Linked DNA regions of Triticum aestivum: region 1 is linked to region 2. A link is a contact called in public Hi-C data. All regions are on one chromosome and are shown on one strand. The core of a region is the stretch at or near the end of the contact, and the rest is flanking DNA. Distances in the headings are between cores, read along the strand shown.

Region 1 (7,214 bases), core at 1,877-4,376, 320 kb before region 2:
ATGGAGCTCGGGGTCCAGAGCTCCACTCTCAAGTATAAGACTCTTGAAAACACAATATCTTTTCCAAACTTGGCTGCTTGTTTTGTACGAATTGGAAGAAAACATAAAATTGTAATAAATATAATCAAATCAAAATCAATGTTTGCCTCATGACAAAATAAAACTAAGACTCCATTATTCTACTTAAAATTGGTTTTTTGTTGCATACTTCATGCATGGTTGGTAGTTCTAAGATGAGGAGGTACACATCTCGCTATTTCAGAACCGAGCAGTGACCGGTGGTTAGAGCACATGCGTGTGATCAAAGTTTTTTTTTCTATAACACGTAGTTTTTCCACTAGCATCGTTTGTTTTATCTTTTTATGTACATGCTTTTTATTAAGGAGATAAGCAATTTCAAACAAAATCCTTAACTAGTACTATATTTTTGAGTCAATATCTCTGGGAGTCATAAAACTTGCGCTATATTTAGTTTGGTTCTAAAACTTTAAAAATGCAGAATTGTAGTCACTTAACTTGACTCAAACGTAGAGATGCAGCCGCAAACGTGTATGCGGGCGTATCCGTGTATATGGCCCCATTTGTCAAGGACCGATGGCGCTCGACTGAAGCATTTTTGGACAAACACACGCTAGTATTTTTTTATTTGTGGAAAAAGCAGACCATTGGGAGTCGTGACACATTTCTGCACAAAACCCCCTCGCATTTTTATTTGCAGAAAACCGACCACTATACCGCTCATAGATGCGAAAATTAACACAAAAAGGTAAGTGTGTGTGTGGGGGGGGGGGGGGGGGGCAAGTCCGGTGACCCACGGTTAGGACACTAGCTGGTCTAGCCACCCCATCCTTCACATTCAAATGTTTAATGTGGATAACAAACTTATATGTTTTTTTCTTAAGTGGCAACAAAATTATATGTATTGACATGAGCGCATGCGGAGCTTAAATGGCCTGCAGATACTGCTGCCATTTTGCACGCACTTTTTTAAGATATCTGTAGGACATAAGAAATAAAATTATGTTCAGATATTTGCGTGTTGAAAGTCGTATACAACATACATCGATTAATAATTAAAAACTTTTAAATATAAACCTGTGTATTATATAAAAATGTTTAGTAAAATGTAAGTAATAAAAACCTTTAAAATATTTGTAAAACATAAGTAAAAATCATGTTCAAATATTTGTGTTTTAAAATTATTATACATAGAATGATGATTCCTAAATAAAATAAATAAATACAAACCTGCGTATTATATATAAAATATTTTTCAATATGAACATATAAATGTTTATTAAATAAATATGTTCACTGAATAGAAAAACAATTATACACTCGTGACTTATATTTAAATTATGCAAAATGGTGAATATGAACATTTACTAAATATTTACGAATATTCACTTTGTATAATTTTTACTCATGACTTATATTAAAAAAATATAAGATTTAAATATTAGACACAATTGAATATACATATCAATAGTTTAATTTTAAATTATGAATATTTTAAGTATACAAACATTGAACTATACAAATGTGCGTATAATTATTGAAATGTTTGTATAATTAAAATAATATTTTTGAATTGTAATTTTAAATGTATTTGTATTAGTATAAACTATGCAAACATTTTTATAATAATACATGAACAATTTTAAAGTAATATATGAATATTTTCAAAATAATACATGAACAATTTTAAAGTAAAGTATTTTTTGTATGTACAATATTTGTAACATATTAGACATCCAAACGTGAAGGCTGCAGTGGCTAGACTGGCTCGTGTTCTAAAGTGACAGGTTTGAGACCTGGCGGCCCCCCTTTTGTGTTAATTTTTCGCATCTATGAGCAGTATAGTGGTGGGCTTTTTGCAAATAAAAATTGTGAGGGGTTTTATGCAAGAATGTGTAGCAGTGATCGGCTTTTCCCGCGAATAAAAAAGCAAGGGTGTTTTGTGTAAAAATGCGTTGGCCGAGCGCCATCACTCACTGACGGGTGGGGGGGGGGGGGGGCTCCTCCCTCTAGGCTTCCTTTTTCTTTTCTTTTCTTTTCCGTTGGTCATCATTCTGTTGTTATTTCTCCATATTCTGATTTGACAGTATGTCCCTATGCTCAATTGGAGGCAGACTGAATGATTTCTTTTCCAAAAAGCAGTGTTGATAGTCCTGTCTTGCATTAGTTTTTAATAGTCTATATTAGTTGAGACTTTTTGCCCCCAACGTATTGGTTACCTCTGAAACTGACACGCCACTTGGCCCCATCCCTACATCATTATCGCGATCAATACAAACAATGATTTCATGCCACTAGAATTGAATATTGAGTACACCACCCTTTTTTTCCTGCCTAGCAGGACCAATCTCCTTTTAATGTGTCCGAGTCAAGTATACCACTGCAGCACTGCTACTATTTGCCGTTTTTCGTCAGCAGGCCCAGATTTTCAAATAAAGGTCTGCCCGCCTAACAGGAGAAAATGCTCTAGTACCTAATTTTGCATGTGATGCATACCCCCTAGACATACCTTTTTCTTTTCTTGACAACAATTTAAAAAAGTGCAAAAAATAGGAATAGTCAATATAAATGGTCGGTTTTTCTCCACCTTTTTCCCAGCTTGCCCACCAATAATTGGTTTGAACACTACAGTAGGAGTGGAGGATTTGTGGCCAGAAAGACTCCATGCGACCCATCTGTTTCTCACTGTCTTCTCTCACTTGGGCTGTTACTAGTAAAATAACACAAAGATTCCATCAGCTGCGAGTAAAGAAGAGATTATTTTTCCTGGGGAACTGTGGCTTTTGTTTTGTTCTTATCCCTCCCTCACGCTCACGCTTGCGTCGACCGAGGAGAAGGGAAGGGAAATGGAAATTGCTTTGATAAAGATTTGTTTGTCTCTCGAGGATAAGCTCGCCCGCACTAATAAACAAGGCACGCCGGGACAGGACGCGCGAAAATAGACGTCCGGCCGCGCGTCGAAAGATGCCGTGAGAAATTTGGAGCCGTCGACTAGTTGGAAAATTTTCTTTCTTTAAAAGGAGAAAACGAAATGGAGGCAAGGCGCAATACGTGCAGGCACCTGTTCCAATTTGGCTTGTTGGGAGTAGGTATTTGGCCCTCGCTTTGCTTGGGTAGCTTCCTGTTTGTTAAGGGGGAAAAAGGTTGTCCCAAGTGCACGCCAACATCACTGTGTGTGCTTGCCGCACGCTTTCGGCCAGTGAAGACGCGTTTCACGGCACGGTGAATAATTTTATTCTCCCGATGAACGAAAAAAATCCGTCCCATACTTTCTCTTTTTTTTTTCTGACGATAACGATGACGAAACCTCGTCGGAATACAGAGAGCTTATACGTTGCGTAAAGAAGAAAGTTGGTCACCACCACTCGAAAAAGAAGAAGAAGCAAGTTGGTCGACGGACAAACAGGATACCGAAACAACAGAGACGCACATTGTGGTATTTTCTCTTTGATGAAGCCATGAGCGAACTGCAGTAGCGCACAGATGTCGAATGGCGGTGGTGCCATCTGGGCGAGGAGATCGATCCATGATCTTGCGCTGCGCTGGAGCGGTACGGTACGTAGAAGCCGCAGCCACACACGTAGACATGCGTACCGTACGTAGCCACCCGAGCCGCAGTATATTCCCCTTCCCTTTCACGGAAAAAGCCGGGTATATTCCGGCCGGCTGGCTCCAGAGACAGCTGCCGCTGCCGCTGCCTCTGCCTCTGCCCTGTGCCACCAGCGAGATGCAGTCAATGATTTCACCTAGCCTTTGCCTTCAATCTGGCCCGTGTTAAATCGGTCGATCCCTCTACGACTCTATCCCCCTACCTCTTCTCGGCAGGTCGCAGTTAATACTGCTGTCAGTGGCCTGTGGCGCCACTGCCTAACTGCTCTTTGATCGGACTGCCATTAACTCCCCAACGGATCTCTTGACAGAATACCCTATCATTTTGAAAAATATTGTACTCCTGCACTGCACCATCTGCAGATTCTTTACTACTAATTCATTCAGTTTCTCCTTGGGAAGGAAATTATTACTGCGGGCTTTTGCAGTCGCGAGCAAAGTTACGATCTCTTTCGATGACGTATGCAGGGGATTGATGCTTTTGGTGATGATAAATCTGAGACCAATCTAATCCATGATAGTAAATATCAAATGTGTCTTTTCTTGAGCGTCGTCAGCAAATTTATGTCTGGCAAAAACAATGCCACAGCTGAGCACGTCAGCGTGTGGCAGCAGTATGAGTGTGCGACAATCCAAACCGGCCTGACTATGTCCCGATTTCACATCACGCCCCGGAATTAAATATGGTTTCAGTTAGTTCAGATGGGGCAATGGGATAGTAAATTACACGGGGTTTATTCCCAGATATTCCTCTTAGACTACTACTCCTATTTTTTTTTTTATGATTTAGAAGTTGGACTTACTCTTACCGGGTTGTTTTTACTGAGTCTAGACGGCAAAAATAACCACCATCCTAAACTACAAACCAAACCATACTAACTAGCGTTAGGAAAGGTAATAGAAAAATGTTAATCAAGTTCAAGTTCGTAACTAAAGTCAGAGAGAGCGGTAAACCCGATGCAAACGACACGTGCTGGACAAGCTAGATAAAGGTGTGGCGGTATAAATAAAGCGCGGAACTTTATTCGAGTTGCAGGCTAATTCTTGGCATGCACTCAATCTCCCGTGCTCCTACTGCTCGCTTATTAGGCCCCATTTTTATCTGGTTGATGACACTATCAAATATCTTTTCTTTTTCTTGCAAGCGACTGCAATTATTTCAAAGCACTACGAGCTGCTGAATGATAAAAGAAACTCGTACTGCATGGAAAATTACTTCGCCGTGAAGGATCAAACACTGCACGGGACAATAAAGGTTTTCAATTTTTGGGGAGAGAAATGGGCCCCTCGTGTTCTATTGTCGATGCTTGTGTTTGGTCCTTTTAGGGGGGGTATAAAAGTAGAGTTGTTGGCATGGAGTGTACTGTTTCTATTTGGTTTCTGCTCCTAAATTGACTTGGGTCAGGGAGGTTCTGGTGCTAGCTTTTCAACTCTTTTTCTTCTTCTTTGAACTGAACAAATAGGAACCAGAATTTCCATATGTCCTCTTGATGGATTTAGAGCATCTTCAACAGATTGACGAAGTCCCCACAAATGGTTTTCTAGTTGACAAGAACGTCTCCTCTCACTACATGTAAATAGCCGGAAGGACTGAAATAAATTTAGCAAAATACGAGCATCAATGTCATGTCTAGTACTTGAATCCTGGTGGTGATGGTGGTGGTGGAGGGAGGAGGGGGGAGGGGGGGTACCACTGTCCTCCTAACCATCCAACCACGGGTTGGTTCGTCAAGAGATGAATTATAATAGGACAATTGTTCATAAAAACCATTTTAAGGGTATCTGGACAAAAAAAAGTGCTTCGACAGATGTCTTATCTGTATCTTGTGATGTAATTTTTTTTGTCTCAGCCTCAAATTTTGCCCCCATGTACCGCGGTACTTGCTTGGGGACGAGCAAGGCATAAGCTTGTGGGAGTTGATGAGTCCAAAATGTATGATGATTTTGATGGTTATTGTGTGCCTACACCGTAGGCTCTGTGAAATTTTATCGCGTTCGTGCACTGCTTTTTGTCGGTTTTTCTAGGAAACGTCTTTTGGAGCAAATAAAATACTATGGAAGGAATTTCAGGAAATTACGATGGAATCACGTCATTTATTGTGATTATCATCTATCATAAAAGAAATAAAGCAAAGGGAGAAATTTGGAGGCCATATCGCGCCTCCGGAGGGTAAGATTGCCACCCATACGAGCACGCCCGCTCGTATGAGCGGCCGTATGGCATGGCGGCGGCCTCCCCAGGTCGACTACTCTCCCCCGTGCATTCGGATCGTGGAGTAGACGTCCACAGCCACCAGAAACACATCTAGAAGGAGAATCCTAGCCTCCGGAATCCATTCAGAGGAGGAATTGGCAAGGAGGAGATCACCATCTTCACCACCACGTGCAAGGAGACGCCTGCATCATCACCACTATCATCATCATCATCCACATCCTTATTCATCTTGTTTGTAACATCGGAACCCTAGTGGATCATCTTGTGTGTTACTCGTTTGATTCATCCATGTTTATCATCACCGCTTTCATGATGCGTGTTGTCTCTATATATGAGTAAACCCCCTAGTTTTCGGGGATATGGATGAACATTGATATGTATAGGAACTGGAACGTTAATAAGGCTACGAGATTCTGTGTTGAATGCTTTAGCTTAATAAACTTCGTGAATGTTGTGAAAGGGCCCCACTCAGCATTTTCGTCGAAAGACCACGAAGCGTATCACTGTTTTGTAAGAGTTAGAGAGTGGAGGTAATTAGAGGTGAATGTAAAAGTCTTAATCCCTAGGTTTTACAATTGTTAAGGGAATCATAAAGAACCCTTAGTGAGTCCGCGTCCATGGAGAAACCCTCGATTACCGTAGTTATAACCTGCAGGGGGAACTACAGTGGTGCCCTGCGTGGCACGGAGTCTATCTAGAGTAGAACGTGTTCTGTACCCTGCTCTGCAGAGTAAACTTCAAGAGTGGCTCAAGTATCCAAATAATACTATGTTGTTGCATAGGTTGCGTAGAAACATACAAGTGGGAATTACAGACTCCCTGAGAACGTCTTACTCCTCTGTCTGTTTGCTTGTTACTTTTTTACTATTTTTATTTCTATTTATGTTATTTACTTTAAGTTTGCATTTCACCAAAACCAATATCCATCCTCCGCCCTCACTTTGCTTTGAGTCTACAATCACTTGCAGGTACAATTCCGTAAGTCACTATCAGAGGCAAAAACCCTAATTCTTGTGCTCCCTGTGAGATCGATACTATTACTTAAAAAAAGTTACAACTAAACCATGTGCACTTGCAGGTAATCAGTGGTGGTTGGGGGTTGCGGCGCTGAAGCGGCCTAACGGTGGAAGGAGGGGTTTTAGAGAGGGGGCGAGGGGAATTTATAAGGCGTGCTCGTAGGGCTCAGGTGTGCACGAGATGACCGGTGTGGAGATCGTGGCTGGGTTGCACGTCAGGTCGTGGGCGCGTGCGTGACATGGGCGTCGAGAGGTTGTTGACGAGGCAGCTGATAGGTGGGTCCCGCATGTCGGTGAGAGAGAAGAGAGAGAGCGCGCGTGGTTAGGTGGGGTGCGGCGCTAGTTGCGCTGGTTAG
Region 2 (7,547 bases), core at 2,944-5,443:
GGGGGGGTCAAATAATGTAGATCCTTCCTTACCAATGCAGCCCTGACGCGCCTCACTTACCTGCCCGTTTTTAATCCCCCCGGCAAATTTAATCCCTTTTTCTTTTCTCAAAAGATTACGTGAGAGCGGGGGAGTTTAGAAAGAAAAGCAAAAGAAGAAGAAGAAGGAAAAAGAAACGAAATTGGGAGGAGAGCTCGTGAGGGCTCCCAAATTACGTAGGAGATAAGCGAAATCCCCAAATTTCTCGCCCCCTCTCCTCCCCGTCCGCAGTCGTTCGAGTGGCCTGCGAGCGAGCGAGCGCCCCCGAGCTCCGTCTTCCCCGCGCGCAGTACGAGCGTGCAGCCGAGAGCTTCGCTTTGTTGCTGCTTTTGTGTTTCCTGACTGATTATTTTCTTTGTCTTTTGTCCGTATTTTCGCGGTATTATCCTGGTTTGCGGTGATTTCTCGGTGATTTTGCCGCGCCCTCGCTCGGGCGGGGGATCTGTAATTTCTGCGCCTGGTCTGCCAAATCCTCTCGCCGGGGCTTGGATTACCAACCACCCCGCATTATTTTTCCATTTCGTTCTGGTTTACCGTTTCTTGCTCCCGTTTTCTCCTCATTTTTTCCCGTCATTTGCGGCCTCGCCCCACTCGTCCCAAGATACTGCGAGCTCTGTTCGTCGTCAAAGATTTCGAGCTCTGCGCGCGCGGCGTGGGGTTTATGGTTTTCTTATAGCTGCTGCCGAGCTTGCTTGTTCTGGGTAGGAGCTTCGCTTCTGCTTTTTTTGAGGAATGATGGAGGTGAGGGCGTCGCAGGAGCAGCAGGGAGGGATGGCCGGGAGGGAACCGTTCGGGCTGCCCAACAGCCCGCCCACGCCGCAGTCCTCCGGCCCCGTGCCCAACATGCGCATGACCTACGGCGAGGACGGCAACGCCTACTTCCTCAAGCCGGGCTCAGCTCCGCCGCCGGCGGAGGCGTACCAGCCAGGGGGAGGCGCTGGCCTCGACATGCCGGCTGGCCCCGACGCGGCTGCTGCGGGGGGCAATGGCGGGCCGGCGTTCGAGCTCAACATGGAGGAGGAGGCCGCGCAATGAAGTACGGCGACGACGGCTCCACGTCCCTGGCATTGGTGCCCGTGCCCATGCCCGGGGAGCCGACGGCGGTGGCGCCCGGTGATTCCGGGGCTTTCTCGGCGCCGGCCGGCAAACCGGCGGCGGGCGGCGTGCTGGCGGTGCCACCGGTGGGGATGAAGAAGCGGGGTCGCCCAAAGGGCTCCACCAACAAGGTGAAGAAGCAGGACAAGGTCATGTCTGCGCTTGCTTTCATCGGTAAATCTCTCTGAACTTCTCCATTTTTCTGTTATTACGGTTTTAATTACTTTTGTGAAGCAATTAGAAGAATTATTTACCTCCTCTTTATTTAATTTAATTACCTGTTTAGAAATTCGAAATTTACTGCCTAGCCTCTGGACATACTGAGTAGCTTTGACTAGATCTGGGGTGTTGTACTGCGTGCAGACTGCAGGTGGAAATTACTGCTGTACCCTTCTTGCTTTTCAAACTGTAGCCTCTTTACTGTGTATGTAGTACAGGCAAGCTTAATTGAATACTTGCAGTGATTTTTGAAAAAATGCATAGTTAAGGATCCCTATTGCCTGACAGTTTCATCACCCAGCTGAAATTGAACTTTTGAACTGAAGCCTTACATGTCTGTTTGACTGAAGTTTAAAATGTGTCGCCCTGCTTCTTCTGAGATCTACACGAGTGTTTGATCATGTTCTTGGTGAAATTGTATCTCTGCAGGGACTGCAGGAGCTGGCTTCACTCCACATGTCATTGCTGTTCAAGCTGGAGAGGTAGTAAAGATTCCTCCTCAATCCCATATTTACATTGTTGCAGTGTCTGTCATAATATGTATTTTCGCATGTCATCCTTAGCACATACCAAAAAGGTGTGCATTTTCACATCGTAACTACAAATTATCCACAACACTTGTGAATAACTTTGAGTGCTGCATTGCAGGATGTGGCTGCAAAGATCCTGTCATTTGCGCAGCATGGAGTTCGTGCAGTTGTTGTTCTTTCAGCAAATGGCGCCATTTCAAACGTGACCCTTCGGCAATCTGCCACTTCAGGTGGGACGGTCACATACGAGGTATGCACTTCTTATTCGAGATAATGCATCTCTTTCGATGAAATGGCAATTGCCAATATACAAAAGTTCAAAAACTGAAATGGTAGTTGTGTTGGAATCACTGTGGACGGCTTGTCTACGACAGGTTTGTAACTGATGGTTCTTCTTGTTTTCTGCCACAGGGCCGATTTGAGATACTGTCGCTGTCCGGATCGTTCACCGTGCAAGAGACTGGAGGCCATCGTAGCCGAACCGGTGGGCTGAGTGTTTCACTTGCAAGTCCTGATGGCCGCGTCTTGGGTGGCGGAATTGCTGGACTCCTGATTGCCTGCACACCTATTCAGGTCTGTTCTTTCACACCAACCTCAAATCTCAGTAAATCATATATATGCAGCCATAGTTTCACTTTCATACATAGCATTCCTAATGAAACTTTCTACATTGCATATGCCAATACAGCCAAAAGTAAAATTCTTTGCATCTTTTCGTCCCAGCGTGTTAGCATTCTTCAGTTTCTTTACTGCTTCAAACTGAGAATAATAGCTTTACTTAGGTTACTTTGTCAATCTTTTCTATCTCATATACTAGCGAAAAGTAAAATTCTGTGCATAATTCGCTTTCAGGATATGAGCATTCTAGCACAACTGTCTGTCTCCTGTGTTTTGGTTTATGATGTGTATGTAAAGTCCATGCCTCTCTGACTGATATTCTGTGCACACTGCTGAAAATTGAATGCTGCTTCATGATTATATTCCTCAATAGCCAGACTGCTATTTACAGTTAGTTCCCTAGAGTTTCCACATCATTGGCATCCACCTACTAGATCAGCTCTCTATTAGCAAGAAAAATTCTTTGCATAATTTTGCTTTGAGTGCATTAGCAATCGTTTGATGCACAGCTGTACATGTGTAGCTTGTGCATCAAAATTGCTTGTCTTTCCTAGCCCAAAGTGAAATGAATTCAGTATATTAGCAGAATTATTCAGTTTCTTCACTGCTTCATGCCAAGGATGTTAGCACAATGATCTGTCTCCTGGATTTTCGTTTCATGCTGTTTTTGAAAAGGGCATGCCCCTCTGACTGAAATTCTGGGAAACTGTCCAAACCTGAATGTTGGTTCATGATTTTATTTCTCACTAGTCATAGTACACTAGAGAAATGACTAACCAGTGCTATCCTTGCACTCCCACAGGTTGTGGTGGGAACCTTCAACACCGTGGCCGAGAAGAAGAAGGCGCCGAAGCACGCCGCCGCCGCTGCTGCTGCACATGAACCGGCATCCGCGCCACCGAGGATGACGCCGAGCTTCGTGCCGGCGCCGATCGCCGTGCCGCCTCTCGCGCATGCTCCCATCAGCGTCGGGATGGCCCAGAACAGCCCGCCGTCCAGGGGCACGCTGAGCGAGTCCTCCGGGAGCCCGATGAACCAGGGCGTCCCGGCGGCGGCCACTCCCAGCAACAGCGGCCTGTCCAGCATGCCCTGGAAGTGAGCTCAGTGTCAGTCTGCATGCCGTCGTCGTCAGTGACCAGCTTGACGTAGAACTCTGAAGCAGAAGAAGAAAAAAAAACCTGAACTAGATGTTACCGTTGCCTTAGCGTAATCTCGTGGTCGAGACTGTTTGTTTAGGCGTTGAACTGCTTAATGTGTCGTCGTGGATTGTTGTTAGCCCGGATGTCGTGGATTAATGTGTCGGATTATCGTCGTGTCGTCGTCGTCGAGTTTAACCGGTGGTTATCATAAATTTATGAACCTTTGACATTTGGTTGTTCTCTGCTGTGTGTATGTCTGTGATGCTGATGGTTTTTCCTTTTGGTTTTTGTTTTTGCAAGTTTTCCTGTGGTATTGCTAATCTTTCTGCTGCCGTGATGCTGATGGTTTTTCTGTTTGGACTTTTTTATTTTTTGCAATTTTTCCTGTGCTGCTCCTAGTCTTTCTCTAGTGGGTTTTGCCATCGAGTGCGTCTTCAGATCAGGTTTACGGTCTTTAGAGAATACGTCTTCAGGCGAAGGCGACGGTTGAGAGATCACAGGAGGCGTCCGGATGCTGGGTCGGCTCGCTGTTGCTGGGTCCCACATCTTCTCTTCCACACAGCAGCAGCGCTACAGCCCAAACGAGAAGACGGCCAAGAGAAGACACCATCGGCGCACGAGACTTGCGGCGCCCACCAACCTCGCCACGCCGGAACCCTAGCCAGCCAGCCGGCGAGCCGTCCATGCGTATCGCCGGAGGGAGGCACCAGTAGAGGGCGGCAAGAGAAGGAGGAGGAGGAGGAGCGCGGAAGCGGAACCCGCGCGGTGTAGGTTAGGACTTAGGAGGGGGCGAGATGTCTGTGCGGATCAAGGCGGTGGTGGACAGGTTCGTGAAGGAGCTGCAGGAGGCGCTGGACGCGGACATCCAGGACCGCATCATGAAGGAGCGGGAGATGCAGAGCTACATCCAGGAGCGCGAGCGCGAGGTCGCCGAGAGGGAGGCCGCCTGGAAGGCCGAGCTCTCCCGCCGCGAGGTAGTAATCCCAGCCCCCAGTGCTCTCTGTCTCCTTTCCCACCAGTCCGATTCATCTCCGTGCGTATGCCCTGGTGTTGAGTCAGTTGGTGGTGGTGTCCATCGCATCGTGCCTTCAGAGTAAGTTCAGAGATCGGTTGCTGAATGCTGGCGCATTTCAGATTTATCAGTGGTCTCGTGTAGACGTGTAGTTGCTGAAGGAATTTTGAAGTTTGAGTGACGTAGTTAAATTTGATTGAAGGTGTTTGTTATGTTAGGTGTTGATTAATCAGTAATTGCTACGCTTTGGGAGCAAATTACCCATCTACAGTTAATATGAGCATCTTTGAGGTCTCTGAGGTTCAGGTGTACTGGTTACGCTACGGTAATCAGTGACTGGATGTAAACTAGCCAGCTTCTTGCACAGGCATGAAAATTGGTGGTGATATACATTAGTGATGTGAGTGGGACTGCTGCTGCTCGTATGATAGTTCTCGGTTCTAAGTAATGGAAGGGGCGAGGTCAGAGGTTCAGGCGCACTGGTTACGGTGGGCAGTGACTCGATATAAACTAGCCAGCTTCTTGCAAAGGCATGAAAATTGGTGTTATGATTACCGTAATATACAGTAGTGATGTGAGTGGGACTACTCTTGCTCGACTCATAGTTTTCAGTTCCAAGAAATGTAAAGGGGGGGTTTATCTTGTTCGAAAAAATGTCATGTTCTTCTATTGCTAAGATGATAGGTCCTTAGTGATATGGTGTGAATGTAAAATTGTGAGCCTATGCATGGGATTACCTTAATATAGGAGTAAAACCGTGGTTTAATTTATTATTAGTATTATCACAACTATGTTGTTGTGAGAGAGCAGTAGATTTCTTGAAGCCTGTGGCTCAGTCCATATTTGGGATTCCTTCTGACCGAAGTGCTTTTATCTTCTTTCCTGCATGACTAGCACCAGTGAAAGATACATGCCTCTCTTGTTAATTGACTGCTGAAGTTTTTTTAATTTGCGGATTGAATGCACCCTTTGACTTGTTTTCCTACATGTTTTTTGCTGTTGTTGCTAATGTTGTTATGTGTCGACACGTTGTGCTCATGTCTATGGATTCTGATCTGGCCAGCAACTCATAGAAATACAGAATAGTATTTGGATTGCAAGCATATTTGTGCTGTGATATCAGAAAGATGTGGTGGTGTCTTGTCATATTCTGCAGTTCTGCACACTATTCAGTTAATTGGGTAAAATTATACGGCTTGTGTGGTCGGTACACATGGTTTCAGAGTGTCCTGTGCATCTTTATAAAACAAAATTTGTGGATGTCCAACATTTGAACCTGCAACAAACTGCACAAAATTCATTAACAATTACAGTATCTTTCTTTTTTTGACGCTGCTTACAGTATCTTCTGACTGTAACAAGGTGTCTAATAGAGAAAAATGTTGTGCTTTAGAATTATGCTCTCTGGTTCATTGTGAATGATTTTTGGTTTGATATTTTTTTTCGAAACGGAGGCAAAAGATTTGCCTCATCAATTAAATAAGAGGAGAATAGAGTTTTACAAGTGACTCAAAATATACGGCATGACAATTACTCGCGACAAACAATAAGCCCTAGTTTCTTAGCACCCGCCGTCACCGATAGATTTGCCTCGTCGATGACGCTTTTGAGGAGGATTGGCGGAGGCGCACTTGTGTCGGAACACCCGTGCGTTTCTCTCATTCCATATTGACCAAGAGACGAGCATGGTGAGGGACGCCATAGCCCTCCTATAGGGATTTTAGGTTTGATATTAGCGTAGTGAGCCCTCTTGCGACAACTATATTTTATCTTATTATGAGCAGGTTAAGTTAGGTGCACATTTGTTCTCTCAAAACCTAAGACATTTATTTGAACTGTGTTAGAAGCAGACTTAAACAGGACCTTCTTATAATCTTTGAAAAGATTTATTGACAGATAAAACTGAACTGTGCCTAATCAATAACCCTAAAACATATCCATTCCTTCTGAAATGAAATGATTACACTGTCAGTGTTTAGTTATCATGGCTTGATCCAGACTCATCTTTGACAGGCTGAGATTGCGCGGCAAGAGGCGAGGCTGAAGATGGAAAAAGAGAACCTGGAGAAGGAAAAAAGCGTCCTCATGGGAACCGCCTCCAACCAAGACAACCAGGACGGAGCCCTCGAGATCACCGTCAGCGGCGAGAAGTACAGATGCCTTCGTTTCTCCAAGGCGAAGAAGTGACGGACGAACGAGGCGCCGAGTAGGCCGCCGTGTACTGAACTAGGCATAGATCTGTGTACCACCAAATCACCAGCGTTGGGCCTGATTCCGATTCAAATTGAATTCTTTCTGTACAGGGAATTCTGAAACAGGGGCAATAAAGTGCATAGCAGCTCATGCCGAGCTAAGGATCTTGATTATCTGCATTTTAGGTGGTGTGCAAGTGCAACTGCTGCAAATGGGACTCAGCCGATGGAGGCTCACCTGTCAGTTGTCATTGTCTTGTCCGGTACACCATACCAGGCCCAGCTATGCAGCTATGCTAGCAAGTCGTTAACCACTAGACCAGCTCAGTGCTGGCGGTACGAATGTTGAAGTATTAATTCTCCAATGTCTCCCCTTGCTTTCTTCTAGGCCATCCCTCAAAAAATAAAAATAAACTTTCTTCTAGGCCAGCATTAGCATATCAGGCTATGTCGGTGTTCCAGCTAATTGGGCGCTAAGAAAGGAAATGAATGTATCTACTCCTTCAAACAACAGGAAAGCAGACACGCATCCTACCCGCATCAATGCCTCTGCCCTCTCGGCCATGACAGCCTCTCGATATTCCTGCCAACCTCTATAGTATCTCATCTTAATTAATTAACTAAGCTCCCCGTTCTTAACAGCTACGAAAACTGGCAAATCTTCTCGACTACTCCTGGAAATTTCCTTGTAAACAAAGCGTGG

What was found. Hi-C and Micro-C count contacts between places; a contact is called where the count stands out from the background.
Region 1: a Hi-C map of leaf shows a contact between it and region 2, with 5 times the contacts expected there. The contact joins the enhancer-like site here to the promoter of LOC123121938 in region 2. A contact is called at or near these places in 3 of 5 Hi-C or Micro-C datasets (all in leaf) and 1 of 1 datasets of contacts at active chromatin or transcription factors (leaf).

Annotation. Positions count from the first base shown.
Region 1 is chr5D:380,692,798-380,700,011 of IWGSC CS RefSeq v2.1, reverse strand. No RefSeq gene overlaps it. Among protein-coding and RNA genes, the nearest start is that of LOC123121940, 130 kb to the left of the region's middle. Within about 2 kb of position 3,126, at least 2 of the 8 cell types and tissues checked have an H3K27ac peak or open chromatin away from gene starts, as enhancers often do. A contact at or near this core is called in leaf, where this site is marked.
Region 2 is chr5D:380,372,096-380,379,642 of IWGSC CS RefSeq v2.1, reverse strand. It overlaps LOC123121938, which reads left to right and starts at 4,193. Exons shown (of 2, transcript XM_044542038.1): 1 at 4,193-4,614; 2 at 6,666-7,001. The coding sequence starts at 4,435. The coding sequence ends at 6,839. It also overlaps the pseudogene LOC123121939.